2 separate regions of the Mus musculus genome follow, and region 2 is linked to region 1. A link is a contact called in public HiChIP or PLAC-seq data. All regions are on one chromosome and are shown on one strand. The core of a region is the stretch at or near the end of the contact, and the rest is flanking DNA. Distances in the headings are between cores, read along the strand shown.

What was found. HiChIP or PLAC-seq counts read pairs in DNA pulled down with a chosen protein or histone mark.
Region 2: an H3K27ac HiChIP or PLAC-seq map of embryonic stem cells shows a contact between it and region 1, with 3 times the contacts expected there. The contact joins the promoter of Calcoco2 here to the enhancer-like site in region 1. A contact is called at or near these places in 2 of 39 promoter capture datasets (the SN4741 cell line and pre-B cells), 1 of 484 Hi-C or Micro-C datasets (nephron progenitors), 1 of 115 datasets of contacts at active chromatin or transcription factors (embryonic stem cells) and 1 of 9 other capture datasets (embryonic stem cells).

What each region holds. Positions count from the first base shown.
Region 1 is chr11:95,769,660-95,772,542 of GRCm38.p6, reverse strand. No RefSeq gene overlaps it. Among named protein-coding and RNA genes, the nearest start is that of Gm38957, 5.7 kb to the left of the region's middle. Within about 2 kb of position 1,427, at least 39 of the 459 cell types and tissues checked have an H3K27ac peak or open chromatin away from gene starts, as enhancers often do. A contact at or near this core is called in embryonic stem cells, where this site is marked.
Region 2 is chr11:96,110,560-96,113,442 of GRCm38.p6, reverse strand. It overlaps Calcoco2 (calcium binding and coiled-coil domain 2), which reads left to right and starts at 1,481. Exons shown (of 6, transcript NM_001271018.1): 1 at 1,481-1,506.

The DNA of each region.
Region 1 (2,883 bases), core at 178-2,677:
GAATGTTATTCTTAAGGGACCAGGCTGGATTTGGGGCTTAGGGTAGGCACACTACCAACAGCATTGGAGATACGAACCAATAATACAGACGTGGGTCACATGATTACATAAAATGAACAATCATTGACCAAGGGGCCCTCAAAATGTCATCTGAGCTTGGAGAAGAAATGAAGAGAAGACACGTGGGAATATGGCTACTTTTCTTTTTTTACTTTGAACATTAGCATGAAGTTGGTTACCGTACACATCCAAAGGCCCAGCATGTTGGGGGGAAAAAATCATTAAATGGCACACCTTGTACCAGAGTCTCAATAAGAATAAAATATACAATGCTACATTGAGTGGTTAAAAATACACAAAAAAGTAGTTTTAACAATCTATAAATTTTTATACTTAAAATCATGATTGAGTTGAAATTAAAAAAAAGTGCATTTCCATTGCTAAAAAAATAATATTGGTAGAGTTAACACAGGGAAGCATATCATCACGCCGGGGGTCTGACAGGATGCTAGGGAAAAGATGGCTAAGGGAAGCCAGGCATCTGGACCAGTTCAGAGCCCACCTGGCTCCACCCACCATGCGGCCAGCTCCCTGGGCCAAGCCCTCCTCTCCCTCCTTCCCATCCTAGTAAGACTCTGTCCTGCCCACCACTCACCCCCACCCACAACTGAAGGCCCAATGACCTTCTTTACAGCACCCCTCACCGTCCCAGCTTGACCTTCAACGCCCTCTACAGAGGTAAGGATTCCAGATTAGACGTAGTCTTAAACCTTCTTGACCTTGCAGGCAGGACTGGAACCAAGCAGTTCCTGCCTTCTTACACTCCTCCGGACGAACATTCAACAGCAAGCTTTGTAAACCTAAGGCTAAGGATTCCTGGCAAGAACACTGGACTTCCTTTAAGAAATGAGAAAGTGCAAGTGACCTCAGGACTGTGGGGACACCCGGACACCTGCTATCTACCCTGGTCACTGCTTCCCTTCCACTTCTGCCTGGGCTGGAATTACAAGGACCCCCCGACTGGCACTGCACAGACTCTTGCTGGGGGAAAGGACCAGGAGAAAATCAGCAGGAGGCCCTTCCACAGGAAAATGCTTCCTGACCCTGCAAGGTAAACAGCCTCAGGCCTGTGCTTTCCTGAGTGGATAGCCAACTGTTCCTCTGGAGACACTGCAAAGGACGCATTCAATATTCCCCGAGAGCTGAAGAGGGCCAGGAGCCCAAAGACAAGGAACCTGTGCAGAGAGAGGGCCAGGCCTGCTCTGGGAGACCTTCCTACCCACCTGGAGCAGAAAAAGTGAGAGAGCGTGTGCTTACACATGAGAGGTCCCCACTGCTGTCACAGATGTGATAGGGCAGACTGGGCTGCAATGGGAGGGTGGAAACAGGGAGGAGGGTCACCTTTAGTTCTGCGTTTAGTAAACAATGGAGCCTTTATGATAAGGGCTAGCTTTCGGTTTCATGGAACCAATATTAACAAAGGCTTGCTGGTTATGATGCCTGACGAGCCACATGGACCTCAGACACAGGACCCCATCTCTGCTCACATCACCAGGCCTGAGTAACTGCTCAACTTAGTGATCGTGAAAATGTTTTAGTCAAATCCAATCAGTGAGCCAAGAGGTAGCCCAGAAGAGACTTAAAAGCTAAGAAGAAAGTACTTTATCGCCCCGTATGGCCAAAACAAGTACTGCAGAGGAAACAAAAACCCAAAACAACCCTCACCCCTACTCCCAACCCCTCATATTCTGGAAGATAATTCACCTGGTTTTTTGAGGCCACATATCTAGCAATACAATTTGAGAAGTAAACACAGACATTACACTACACCATTTATTTCTTTCCAACTTAACTCAAGTGAGTGATCATGTGTATTTTCCAATGCAGCCAGAGTCACAGAGCCTACTCGGGGTGTGATGGAGACCCTGTTTCTGGCTCCCTGGCTCCCTACATGGTAAGGCAGATGGAGAGGCTGTGCTCGTTCACGGGAGCCAGAGACACAGAAACAAGCCACTGCTCTCTTTTCAGACCCATACAGGCAGGCTCTTGACTCGACTGAAACCATCCGATTTCCTTTTGACATTAAACAAAGCCCCAGCTTCCCTCCCTTTTTGAGCATCTCCATCACCTATAAAATCATTTTCGAGTAATCTGCCATATCCCCAATCTCACCAGAGAAGCTCAAATAGGATGAAGGTAAGCTGGGGTTAGTGATGGGGAAACCTCTGAGGGGCAACAACTCTCTTTGATACTTGACCAAAAGTATCCTAATCCAGACACAATAACGCAGCCATCCTTCTCGAAGGGTATGGGTCTTCCCAGTGACAGGTGACTATGGCTCTTCGCTATCCAAACGCCCGGGACACTGGAGAAAAAGGAACCGATTCAAAGCACCCAGTTCCCAAGACTGACCGCAGCGGCAAACATGGAGGGTCCTTTAGACACTTGGGAATGATTTCTGCACCACAGACTCTACCTCTTCCAGTGTGCATGCCGCTCTCAATCCAAACAGCCAGTGGGGCATTCCAATGTCTTGACTTCTGTATTTTCAACCCAATTCTCACAATTTGGTATTGTCCCACCCACTGGCATCCTGTCTGTTCACAGACAAAAAAAAGGATGAAAAATTTATCAACAGCCGCCTTTCAAGTCTCCCACGGTGTGCGACCATCAATCAGTCTTGGGTGCCTGGGTACTAATAACTGGAAGGAAAGATGCAAGAGACTGTAAGTCAGAAAGCAAAGCTTTTGACTCAGGTCAGGATACTCTAATTAGTGTTCATTTGCCTAAAAAAAAAAAAAAAAAAAAATCCTGTTTCCTCACCGAAAGAGCTCATCTGTTTTTGCTTTAGGAGGGAACTATCAACCCATTACACAGCACAAA
Region 2 (2,883 bases), core at 232-2,731, 340 kb before region 1:
TCCTAGAAGGCAGAATTAGAATGTTTCTTTCCCTGTCTTAAATCTAAAAGTACTTCAGAAGCATGAATGTTCTGGTTATGTGATACAGAGCATTTCTTCCAGATTCAAACGCTCGGAACGCCTTTGAGAAGGGAAGGGACTTTTCGGAACTTAATCTTCCATAGGCAACGTGCATTTGGTATCCTCTGGGTAATTTTTGTTTGTTTTGCTTTGTTTTGAGACAGGGTTTCTCTGTACATGGCATGCGCCACCATTGCCCAGCTCCTATGGGTAATTACAAAAAAAAATAAAGGTAGCAGCCATGGTGGTGTTTCACATCTGTAATCCTTGCACCTGAAAGCCTGAGGCAGGAGGACTGCCTTGAGTTCAAAGTCATGCTTGTGATAAGAATCACACAATTCAGGCAGTGGTGGCACAGGCCTTTAATCCCAGCACTTGGGAGGCAGAGGCAGGCAGATTTCTGAGTTCGAGACCAGCTTGGTCTACAGAGTGAGTTCCAGGACAGCCAGGGCTACACAGAGAAACCCTGTCTTAAAACAAAACAAAACAAAAACATGAAAAGAAAAAGAAAGATTGAAGGGGAGGGAGACTCTGCTCATTCTGTGTCTACAGTAAAGAGACTTTTAATGAAGAAGTCACATGCCTTTTCCTTCAGGACCTGAGGATACCAGAAAGCTCTAGAGCACAAGGGCAACTTTCTCTCCATAAATTCAAAGCTGGCCCCTCATACATATAAAATGGGGATTAAAAAAAAAAAAAAAAGACTTTCTGAGTCAAGTCACAGAAGACCCAAAAAGGAGTTTAACAGATTTTCTTTCAGGACAGGAGTGAGCATTATTTTTTTAATAGACAAGGTCTCAGATAGTCCAGGCTGACTTCAAACTTGGTTGGCGACCAAATCTAACCCTGAACTGCTGACCTTGTGTTCCTGTGCTTAAAAACTGGAATTAGAGGTATCTACTACCAAGTGTGTGTGTGTGTATCAGACTAAAATGCCAGAGTCTGATCTGCAGCTATAGGACTATTAGTGACCAAAGTGTTTTGGTTTTTGGTTTTTTTGGGTTTTTTTTTTTTTTTTTTTTCTTTTTGGTTTTTTGAGACAGGGTTTCTCTGTGTAGCCCTGGCTGTCCTGGAACTCACGCTGTAGACCAGGCTGTCCTCGAACTCAGAAATCCGCCTGCCTCTGCCTCTGCCTCCAGAGTGGTAGGATTAAAAGCATGTGCCACCTCCGCTCAGCCCTAGATGAACTCTCAATGCCCTTTCAAGGATATGAGCTTTGAGCAAATTAAAATATAAACACAAACAAGAACAACAACAAAAAACCAGTTTGCCATCGGGGTGATAAAAAAGGCAAATCCAGCTCTTCAAAAAAGGCACTAAATGTCCCAGCTGTCCCGCGGCAAGGGCGGGGTTTGTGACTCAGTGGGCCGGGCCTGCCCATCCCTTCAGTCCTTAAACTCGCCCACCCGCCTTTCCCAGCGCTAGTGCTGCTGGCTGCTGTTCCTGGTGAGTACCTTAAGGGGTGCAATTGAGCCCTTGGATCCCGGAATTCAGACCTTGAGACAGGGTCTACAGGCAGGGCAGGGTGTGGGGGCTTCGGCATCACCCTAGGCCGTCTTGGAGTGCTCCGATTACCCACAGTGGGTTTGGGAGGGCGTGGGACCCCTTTCGAGTCCTGAGAAATTCTGGCTGGTTTTTCCAGAGACCAGACCTGTTGGGTTCGTCTCTGACAGGAGTCAGGGTCCTGCAGCAGTGGCCCTATGTATGGGTTCGCGGTGGTACCCAGACCCATCACCCCAGTGTGCTGAGGTTCCAAACCTAGCCTTGCTGTGTCACCCACCATGGCCTTCCAGGGCTCTGGCCACTTGTGTCCTGTAACTGTAGGTTGCTCTAGGCAGCCCAAGTGGAAAAGTTGTCAGTGCCTCAGGTGACCATGGATGGAGCTTAGAAGAATAATTTTGAGATGTTATATTATAACTTAACAGACTTTTTCTTATTTTTTTTTAAACTTTGGGGAGGACCCGTCTGTTTTTGTTGTTGTTTGTTGTTGTTGTTGTTGTTTTTAAGATTTATTATATCTAAGTACACTGTAGCTGTCTTCAGGTGCACCAGAAGAGGGCATCAGATCTTATTAGAGATGGTTGTGAGCCACCATGTGGTTGCTGGGATTTGAACTCAGGACCTTTGAAAGAACAGTTAGTGCTCTTAACCATTGAGCCATCTATCCAGCCCCAAGATGTATTTATTTATTAAGTGCACGGTATTCTGCTTGCATTTATGCCTGCAAGCCAGGAGAGGGCACTAGTCCTCAGTACAGATGGTTGTGAGCCACCCTGTGGTTGCTGGGAATTGAACTCATGACCTCTGGAAGAGCAGACAGTGCTCAACCTCTGAGCCCTTTTTCTTATTTTTTGCAAAAGAAAAAACTCATATAACAAAGGACTTCATTTACCAGGCGGTTGTTAGTTCATGCCTTTAATCTCAGCACTTGGTAGCACTTGAGAGGCAGAGGCAGAGGCAGGTGGATCTCTGTAAATTGTAGACAAAGGTCAGTTTGTCTACCTCAGGGAGTTCCAGGACATCCAGGGCTACACATTTTATACACTAGGTCTTTTCTTTTTGAAATTGTTATATTATGTGCATTGGCGTTTTGCTTGTATGCATGTATGTCTGTGAGGGTGTCATGTCCTCAAACTGGATAGATAGTTGTAAGCTGCCTTGCAGTTGCTGGAAATTAAACCTAGATCCTCTGGAAGACCTCTTAACCATTGAGCCAACTCTCCAGCCCTGTAACTATCAGGTCTTTGTAGCTTACTTATCATGCAAGATTAGGGATGCCTAGACCAAGTGCTTTACTGGGTACTGTCAGGAGCTCTGAGTGTT